Linked DNA regions of Sus scrofa: region 2 is linked to region 1. The links are chromatin contacts, called in public HiChIP or PLAC-seq maps. All regions are on one chromosome and are shown on one strand. The core of a region is the stretch at or near the end of the contact, and the rest is flanking DNA. Distances in the headings are between cores, read along the strand shown. Region 1 overlaps LOC106506806 (a long non-coding RNA gene). Region 2 overlaps MDFIC (myoD family inhibitor domain-containing protein).

Region 1 (5,294 bases), core at 1,991-4,490:
TGAACACAATCACCCACCACCACAAATTACACAGTAGATTTCCAACATTTAGAGAAATTGCTGGGCTCAGTGCATCTGGTATACAATGGATAAACCTCACCCGGCAAAATTACCCTCATGATCAGGTTAGTATCAATAAGTCCTTTTAGTTTTCTAGACTGGAAATCATCTTTCTATATCTTTGGGACAGAAGAAAGCCTACTACCTCACATGATCTCCAGCCCTGGCTCATCATAGTTAAATTTCCCAATAGATTTCTAACTCATCTATTTCCATTTTCTTCTCTCTCAATCGTTCCTTCTCATCCTGTATATCTGTATCAGGTAGACTAGCTTTCTTGAGCTCCACTCACCCTAACACTCCCATGCTTATGAGTCAAATGTGGCTCTTTATTGTCCATCAAATTGAGTCCAGTCACCTTAGCTTGCTACTTTATCTTCCAATAGCCTCTCCATCCATCAGCCCCACTCTCCTCTCCCATATCTTTAGCCTATTCCACATATTTCAAGGTCCTTCCCACTTCCTCTTGATCCCCCTCATCAGCACCCAGAGTGAATCTCCATCCACTGTGTTCCCTTCCCCAGTGTTTCTCAATCATGGCAAACCAGAATTTCTGTTGCCTTGAGAGATTCTGATATGCCTTTCTTTCCCTTACCCCATTAAGAACTATAGTTTTTGTTTATCCTACTAGCTTGGGATTTGTAAAGGTTTACTTTCCTTGATTTGCATTAGAAGGCCAAAATCATTGGTTTAGAATTCGTTTTAAATATAAAAGTGTTGTAATATTGAACATGCATTTTTTTTTTCCCAAATAGCACCCTTCCTTTCCACTTCAAAAGAATCTGATATTCTTCCCTCTTTGAAAATCACAGTTAAATCCTATACTCCTTGCATATCAGCATAATCTCAATCTTCCCTAAATGTCATCTTTATTCTCCTTTCTTTGAACTCCTATGGCACTTATAAGTGACACACACTTATTACTTATTTCTTGTGTGTTATTTTTAATTCATTAATGAAATGAGTAAAATTCTTAAGAACAGTGACCACATCACATTTTTAACATTTCTTTCTCGCCCAATGCCAGGTATGTAATAAATGCTGAAGTTCTTATTATCAATTGATTCTGCTTGATAATTGGAAACTTCTACCATAAAAATGTGTCTGAATTACAGCTGTTCACTGGTATTTGTAAAAACCAACACACTGATAATCCATGTATTTATAGAAGGAAAATTACAGTCTCCAAGCTCTGGGCAAACTTTGTACACATGCAAAAATACTCAGAAAAAATAACATTAGGGACAATGAACTGTATGTTTCTAAGTTGAATGAGGTTTTCAAGGTAATCACTACCATATATTTAGTGACAAATCTCAATGCTTAACAGTTTCTGGGAATCTGTGGATGGGACTCATTAAACTGTTGCTTACAATCTATTCCCAACTTGTTTTTCCTACACTAATTTATCCCTTCACAAATTATCCCTTGTTCAGAAAAAAAAAAAATGTGTATGAGAAATACTTTCCACTCATCTTGCCAAACCTGTTAAGAAACATTCCATTTGTTCTTCCAAAGCTAATGTTTACCTTTTCTAATAGACATGACTTTCATCTGAAGTCTGATATTTTAGAAGTTTTCATTTACCACTTTAGAAGTAATATTTTGCCTGTGTTATATAGGTATTCACCACCATTACTTTTCACTGAATTCTGTATCAAATATGATTATGAAACAAATCATTGGAATATACTGATAAGAAATAAATTATTTTCAAACTATTTTAGCATGCACCTAGAGTACCCTGCATTTTTATAGGTATGTGGAAAATTCTACATTGTTGGAAGAATGCTTTTTTTTTTTTTTTGGAGAAAACAAGCTTTGCTTTCTAACTAAAGTTTAATAATATACTCAGAAATTATATTCTATTAGTTTTTAAGTACTCAAGAAAGAACAAATGCCTTCTGGAATTTTATTTACCCAAATGTGTTTTGAAATATATTACTCAATCGAGGTTTTTTTAGGAAAATAAACATGTTATTTCATTTCTTAATAATTCAAGCCCACTTACAACACTCACTTGTTCTTTCATAGAATACCAGTCTTGACCTCATATATGTGTAATAAATGACCTTCCAAGATAATGAATGTTTTTAAGCTTTTTTTTTGGGGGGGGGGATTTATGTTGTTGGCTCACCAACTATTCCCAGGAAAAATGAGGTAGAATACTTCCAAATATGCCCTTCTCACCTTCCTCCTCACACCTTTCCTTCCTGCCAAATTCTTGTTTTCACAGTTGTATTTTGTTACTGATGCTCACTCTGTGTGGTCCCTTTTCAATAAAGAAATAGAGAACACCCTGATTGCTTTTCTCTCTTGCTGTAATTCAAGACTCTTGGAATTTGGAGAGCCAGTGATTTGCTCTCTGCATCCCTCTTCCTGTCTTTCTTCCTGGATCTAAGCTTGTGAGATGGATGGGATGGACACTGAACACAAGGTACTCATGACTAGGCGATGGAGCAGATGCTTATCCCAGTGCTTTTCTCTAGGTGCATCTACACTTGCAGTCCATGCATTATGGCTGAATTGTCAGATTAGTTAGTGAAACAATTTGTTCTTTCTAATGAATTAAGTGGCTGGTTAGTTAAGATGAAAACCACAGTCCTAAACTGATAGGATAAAATGGTGATTTGTGTAAGGATATCCTAATTATTTACAAAAAAATGTAGAGCAGTGTCATGCTTAGTATGCATTCTGGAAAATACAAAGGTAATGTGATCTGGCTCTGCCACTGCACAGAGAGCATGTTAAGTGGACAATGTTCTTGTTTTTAATTTATCATTCTGATATACTGTATATGTAGAGCTTTAAATGGAATACTTCTAAAATATTACTGTGTTGATGAGATGCAGATTTGGAAAAAATAAAATTTTAAAGAAGTAGGTACAGTGGAAATTTAAAAAAAATAGAAAATATGAGTCTAGCTTAAAATTATGTCATAAATCCCTTTAGAATATAGCAGAGAACAATATAGTCTCACATCCTACAGTGCCCTTTGTTCTGCAATCCTAGAGCACTTAACAATGAATACAGTTAAAATTAGCATCAAGCAATCAATTTCCTAAAGGAATTGTTGTAGACAAATGAAAGCAAAACAAATCAGTTTAAAGTTTAGACTGAAGAAATTAACCATGGGGCTTTCTTTAATTTCACAATGTCTTCCAAGTCAGAGGCCATGTGACTACAGATTTCTGAGTTGGAATTTGGTTGCTAAGAACAACAACCACAATATAACTGATCTTCACATAATGCATTACATACTGGCACCAGAAGTTTAACTTCAACTTCAATCCTTCAATGATCCTGTGAGGTAACGTATTAGTTTCTTTGTGCTGCTCTAACAAATTGCCACAAACTTGGAGGCATACAAAATAGAAATCTACTATCTAGTAATGCTGTAGTCTAGCAACCTCAAATTCAGTGAAGAGGCTCTACCTCTGAGGGTTCTTAGAGGTAATCTATTCTCTGGCTTTTCCAGCTTCTTGTGGCTGTTGGCATTTTTTGTCTTGTGGCTGTATCATTCCAATCTCTGTCTGCATGGTTACATTGCCTCCCCTACTGTCTGTCTCCTCTGTGTCTCTTATAAGTGAACTTGTCATTAGATTTGTGCTCATTTGGATATTCCAGGATGACCACCTCATCTCAAGATCTTTAACGCAATGACATCTGCAAAGACCCTTTTCCAAATTAAAGTAACATTTGCAGGATCCAGGGACTAGGATATGGACATAGTCCTTGGAGGCCACCATTCAACTCACTACAGATAGAACATATTACTATATTCATACAAATGAAGAACATGAGGCACAATAGCTAACATCTATTGGACAACATGGTGGGCATGATTCTATTTTATGTACACTGTACTGTGTCTTTAATGTTCATAAACATCCCATGAGGTAGGTATAATTATTATTATTGGCATTCCACAGATAGGACAACTAGGGCTGAAAGAATGTGCATAATTGATCACAGCTTATAAACAGTAAAGCCAGGATTCAAGTGCAGGAATACATGATTCCAGAGCCTACACACTAAAACACTGAGTAACCTCATTCCTCCAAATTCTATGATGTACCTTAGGAGGATCAAGTGGAGTGGGAATACCACACGGTATTGAGATAAATCCTTAGACTTCAGATTGCTACTATGCTGCTTACTTGTAAGCACAATGCAATGACCTTTTAGAATGAGTTTCTTTATGCATAAAGTAGAATTGTTAATTATAATAATTTACCTATTTCACAACTTACCCCCCAGCCCCATGGGTGCTGAATACTTTTATCAATGTTATTGAGGAATAATTAAGTACAATAGATGCACCTATTTAAATTGAACACATTATTCAATTCCATATACTTTGAAAGTTGTATGTATGTGAAAGCACTACCACAGTTAAGACACAAAAGATGTCCATCACTCCACAAAGATGATTCCTCACCCTTTGAAGTCTATCCCTTTTTCTTTCCGTGTCTCCAGGCAACCACTAATTTGCTTTTGCTTCTCATTAAAATTTAATCATATAATACCTACTCTGTGTCTGACATCTTTCATTTAGTATAATGTGTTCAAGGCTCACCCATGTTTTTGCATTCATCAAAAATCCATGCCCCTTTATTGCTGAGTAGTATTCCATTGTATGGATACAACACATTTTGTTTATCCATTCACCTACTGATGGATGTTTGGGGTATTTCCAGTTGTTAGCTAATGTGACTAAAGCAGCTAGCTATAAATATTTGTTTACAAAGAGTTTGTGAAAACATAGGTTTTCACTTCTCTTAGGTAAATATCTAGGAGTGGAATGTCTGGGTCGTATGATAGGTAGAAGTGTATGTGTTTAGTAACTGTCAAGCAGTTTCTCTAATCAGTTGCCTCAACATACATTCTGATGTAATTTGTTAAACTTGGTGCTACTGGTAATCAAGACTATTTAAGAAGATATTAAAGTAGTTCAGGTAGAAGGTATAAGGACTAAACTAATGTGGTGGTTTTTAAGGATGGAAGATTTGTCTTTAAGAACTACCTTCCTTGGAGGAAAATATGTACAAAATCTGGTGATTTTTATTAAATGTATGCAGGGAGGAAGGAGTCAAGAACAACTCCCAGTTTGCTAGTAAAGTCAGGGGTCTCAATTTGAGCTTATGCATATTTGGTTTCAAAACAAGTCCATGATTGTTTTGTGGATGAGTAACTTGCTAGAAGTCTATGTGTGGGAGAGTCACAGGACTTCT
Region 2 (5,294 bases), core at 1,355-3,854, 150 kb before region 1:
ATGCCTAGAGCAATGGCTGGCACTAGAACCTATACTCAACAAACACTTTATAATAATCTATTTAAGTTAGTATACAGCCAAAGGTACCTTGATGAATTTTGTGTGTTTTAATGGCACAATTAGAGGAAGAGATGCTTGTGTAAATGATCTCAATCATATTCATCTTTAAATGTGGTTAATGAGTTTGGTTCCGTCTGTATTTAGTCATTTCCTGGTGCTTATGTTTGGGTAACATTTTATTCCCACAGAGGATAAAATTATCTTGATTTACTGGTGAAGACAAGAATTTAAAATTGACATTCCTTAAATCAGGCTCCCAAAATTTAAAGCAGCCTGGCAGAGGGCGAAAGAACAGATTTCATCTAGGAGAAGAAAAGATAATGAGAAAATAGTATTAGTTTTATTTAGTTATTTGCGTATTGAAACCATTCCATTATGTTTAAGTTTATATTCTGTTGTTCACATACAAGAAAAATTTTAAATTCATACATGTGATACCACCTCCACAGATGTGAAAAACTTTATTGCACCATTTTTCTGAATATTGTTGTTAGCCAGAGGCAGCTTATTTATTACTTCCTTAGTAGGAAACTCACCAGGTTCTCCTACTGGGGTTGGACCCAATAATCAGGACCATCCCAGTCTTACAGTCAATTCTGAGAACTTTGCTTGGAGTCCTATTTTTAAATTTATGTCAGAGACAGCATCATCTATAATGAGAACTGTTATTAGGAGTAAAGTACAAAGGTTTCCTTGTCTTGGGCCATATCTTAAAGGAATTTATTGAAGAATGAAAAGCCATCCTAATAACAAGTACTCAGCAGTGAACTTTGAGGGTTACGTGCTCTCTTAAAGCTCTGGGGAATTCATAATAACAGTATTTACTTTTCTTCTGATTTATCTTGTGTAAGATACTGAAAATAAATTTATTTTTAAATGTTTCATTTAGCAATTCATAGCTTCCTCTAATTCTGTATCTCCTAACTGGAACTTCATTTGCATTCCCACTCCGGTAATCTCAAGGAGATAGCAGTTTGACTTGTATGTTAAGTTGGATTTACTTTTATTACAGGGAAGGAGGAAAACTTTTAGCTATGTAATTTAGTACTGACTTTGCTTAGGCTGTTTTCAAAAAGGTCATTTAACTAGTATTTTCGATGCATTGCCCTATGCATAGTTTGATATCTGTAACTGAATCTTTAATTCCCTTGTTATAACTGAGAGAGTTTCTCAAATCCTCGCCATGGCTCCACCATACTCATATTATGCTTTTATAGCAATTCCCTAGACTCATGAAGGTGAAGGATGAAGTTTATAATGGTATTGAATACCAAACTGTTGCTAGATTTATTCAGGAAGGCTGTTATATACTGGGGATCAAGTGACAGCTTAAAAGCTAGTATAATTTATCATCATCAGTTAATTTCCACTGGGTGTCCACTGGGTGCTGAACATTGTACAAGGCTTTTTTGTCAGCAGGTATGTGCCTGATAAGGTTGATGGGACTCCGAGAGACAGAATCTTGTCCTTAAGGCACTTGGCATATAATCAAAGGCAATTCAGCAAATGCCTAGAGTTGTCAAGCTGTGTGTACAAAACATATGTAACTGAAAATACTGGCTTTTGAAGGGTTTTTGTCAGCAAATTGAGATCCTGCTCTCATTAATACTATACAGCCACCAGAATAAAGAGGGTGACGTTGGGTTAGACTGAGAATAGCTATCTCCTATTGTTCAGTCCTTAGCTGGTCAGCACACATTTCTCTGTGTGTATATACACAGATATATTTGTTTCCTACGTATCATTTCAAAATATTTCTACCTAATGAGATCCAGTTATCTTTTGAACAAACACTGTGTATTTTGCCTCTCCCTAATGAGAGACAAATCAAAGTCACATGCAGATGATACATCTAGTACTAGTGTCATATAGTCATTATTCCACATACCTCTGGGTGATCTTTATTCCTCCTCTGAAATGATCCAGCAATCTGATCTCAATCACGTTTGGATGGAATGCCTCATGGTCTGGACCTTATGCTTTAAAACCTCTCTGCATAATGTGAAGAAGTAGAGGGTAGCCACGGTGTAAACTCACAAGTACAGTAACTGTCTAGGGAATACCATATTCCCCTGGTTGAGGATAATCCAGAAGATGCTGTGACCATGAACTCTGTTTCCCTAACCTTGACCTGGCTTCTGTGGCCAGTGTTGGGCATCCTTTATGGTTATCTCTGAGAAGGGCTTCGGAGAGGTTTCCCTTACAGGGGGCTTAGCAGTTCTTTCCTGTTGGTAACAAGGACGTAGAATGAGGGATTGCTTTAGGGTGGAATGGTCACAAGTCTTTACTTGCTAGGCTACACATTTTTTTCTAGCAATATAATTTCTTTAATGTCTTTATTCGTTGCTTATCAATATCCTCCCACCTTTTTTGTTTGAAGATGGTGGTAGCATACTTCCTTTTCTGGTCACTGTCACAGAAAGTTGTGTCAAATAACGATCTTTGAGAGGGTCCCTTGCTTTACCACTTTTGCTTTAGCACTCAGGGCTTTCTCTGTCTCCTTTAGATTTGATTTAATGGCTTCCGGCCACTAGCTTTACTTCTGTGGGTGGTGAGGCTTGACCCAGGCTGGTTCCTTCCCCTGTGAAGGAGTTACATAAACTGCTGAGTGGGAGAAGCGCTTGAGAGAACCTGGAGTTTCAGGCTTCCATTTTTGCACCTCCCTGATACCCCCTCTTCCATGTTCCAGCACCTGAAATATTCCTAATCAGCACGATGCATTTAGGCTGCAAACAAATAATTTGGCTGCTGAAGTTTTGATAACACATCTGAACTTGAGTGGTCCCACATCACTGGCTACCAGGGCTGTTGTTTATGGCTTTATATCTGTGAATTGCACAAAGGCAAGTGGGGGCAGAAATCTAGCCTGTGCTCTCCTCACCAAGGCTTGCACTCAGGCAGGAAAGCCTTTTTGTTGATTTGCATATAACTGTCCAGGTTTCCCAGCAATTCTTGCTGTAAAGACAGTCTTTTTCCCATTTCATGTTCTTGCCTCCTCTGTCAAAGATTCATTGACCGTCAGTGTCTGGGTTTATTTCTGGGTTCTCTATTCTGTCCCATTGGTCAGTATGTCTGTTTTGGTACCAGTACCACACAGTCTTGATGACTGTGGCTTTGTAATAGTGCCTGAAGTCTGGGAGGGTTATGCCTCTTGCTTGGTTTTTGTTCCTCAGAATTTCTTTGGCAATTCTGGGTCTTTTGTGATTCCATAGAAATTTTTGGATTGTTTGTTCTAGTTCTGTGAAAAATGTCATGGGTAATTTGATAGGGATTGCATTGGATCTGTAGATTGCTTTGGGTAGTATGGCCATTGTTACAACATTAATTTTTCCAACCCAGGAGCATGGAATGTCTAAGTTTGTCTCTACAGAGGGGAGTGCCTCTTTAGATTTACACAATAGCACATTTATTTGTGTGTTTCTGGCTTTGGCTGTATTGCTTTCTTGCAGGTAAACAAAACAAATAAACAAAAAACTTTCTTTTTAAAACTGTCTACTTTTTCTGGTAGGCTTTTATGTTGGCCAGTCAGAATGAATTTGTTATTTATTGTAGCAGCCACCAAAAGCCATGAGAAATCCAATATACCAATATATGGGTAGATTGCTGCAGAGTACCCTAAAGCATCAGGCTTTATGTGTATACAAGCAGTGTTCCAAGAGCTGATGGCTGCTTAGTCTAATTGACTATTTTGCTGCAATTTCATATTGACTGCTGATTTTCCAGCATAGGATGGAGTGATCTTCATTTTCCTCAATCTTGCCTTGGTTAGTTTTGTATTTTAATAGCCTTCTGATGCAGGTTTTTCTGTTTGATGTGAGTCCTTCATTTCAAGTTTTTTTGAGTTGTATCTTGCTCCACCAGAGCCCCTTATCACCCAGGGGAGGGCTAAAGTCACCCAGAGGCAGAGCGGGGTCTAAGACCCATGTCAGAAAGCAGTTCTGCACCTACCCAAGTATGTGGATGTGTGTATTAAGTAGAAACCTAAGAGTGCAGCACACTTCTTAAGGGGGTGTCTTTTTATATGCTTTGTGGTCCTTGAAAGCTGTAATCAGTGTGTAAAGCCTCTGGGTGAATTCTGAATTTTCAAATATTTGAGATTTTCAGTATTTGCTTTTTGAGTGCTATTCACCCTCATTTTACTGTGGTATATGTTGCTTTGTGTTTGTACATGTTAAGTATTTCTGGTGTGTTATTTAAAAAGGTAAGACTTGAATATGGTCTATCCCTTTGTGATAGACAGTCAAATAAGCTGCTTTTCAAGTGATTTCTTAGGAAATATAGTAATAGTTTTAAAAATCTTTGCTCATAAACCTCATGGTGAAACACTATCAGGATCAAAAACATGTTTAACTAATGGTCTGATCCTTCTTGACTTGTTGTGGTTTTGAGAATTCTGAGAACTTCTGTTTGTTGAAACATCTAAGGGTAACAGTAGGACTTTTCCAAACTTCTGCTTGTCCACTAATTGATCTTAAACAAAGGAAATGCCTTTTTATATCTAAAATAAAATACATACATATTATATATGTGTGTAATATATACATATATATATATATATATTTGTCCTGAAGATGCCCAAGATTACTATCAGAAAACTCGAGTCATTCTTCAAAGAACATGAAGGCATTATATTCCTGATTAAATAACCATATTAAAAAAATTTCAGTGTGTAAAGTAGATTTTTGGAAGACCATGCCTTTGTGCTATCTTCTTATTCATGTTTTCTGTTGTACACAAACACTGTTGAGGATATTTGTTTTTCTGCACAATCTAGGTACAAATACATTTATTCATATATTTATAATGTTATAAATAATTATAAACAGAAGTCACTTTATTTGTTGAATCAAATGGTGGAAATACCTGCTGAATCAGAGAACAAAGGAGACCACAGTAAACAGATTCCATCTTCACTGTGGGCATATATGGGAGGACAATATGATCTTTTAATGTATACATCAAGTTTGTAGACAGCAAGCCATAAGGACACCTGCTCACTTAAACTGAAAATGTTCTACTCTCAAATACATGAGAATCGGCCTCTGTTACCCAGATAAGTTAACTAAAAACTGTGAAGTACAATAGGTAGCATAAAGTTAGGCCAAATTTGTCATTCATTTGAGGATAAAAATAAGCATTAGAGAAAAGCTCCATTTGGAGGGGATTTAATAAAGATTTTTTTATTATTCATTGGTGTACCGTATGGGGACTTTTCAGTAATAAATGCAAATATT

Evidence for each region. HiChIP or PLAC-seq counts read pairs in DNA pulled down with a chosen protein or histone mark.
Region 2: an H3K27ac HiChIP or PLAC-seq map of alveolar macrophages shows a contact between it and region 1. The contact joins two enhancer-like sites. A contact is called at or near these places in 1 of 47 Hi-C or Micro-C datasets (embryonic fibroblasts) and 1 of 2 datasets of contacts at active chromatin or transcription factors (alveolar macrophages).

The regions. Positions count from the first base shown.
Region 1 is chr18:30,929,522-30,934,815 of Sscrofa11.1, reverse strand. The region is part of intron 1 of LOC106506806 (a long non-coding RNA gene); the gene reads right to left. Among named protein-coding and RNA genes, the nearest start is that of MDFIC, 190 kb to the left of the region's middle. Within about 2 kb of position 3,240, at least 4 of the 83 cell types and tissues checked have an H3K27ac peak or open chromatin away from gene starts, as enhancers often do. A contact at or near this core is called in alveolar macrophages, where this site is marked.
Region 2 is chr18:31,074,676-31,079,969 of Sscrofa11.1, reverse strand. The region is part of intron 2 of MDFIC (myoD family inhibitor domain-containing protein); the gene reads left to right. Among named protein-coding and RNA genes, the nearest start is that of MDFIC, 48 kb to the left of the region's middle. Within about 2 kb of position 2,604, at least 1 of the 83 cell types and tissues checked has an H3K27ac peak or open chromatin away from gene starts, as enhancers often do. A contact at or near this core is called in alveolar macrophages, where this site is marked.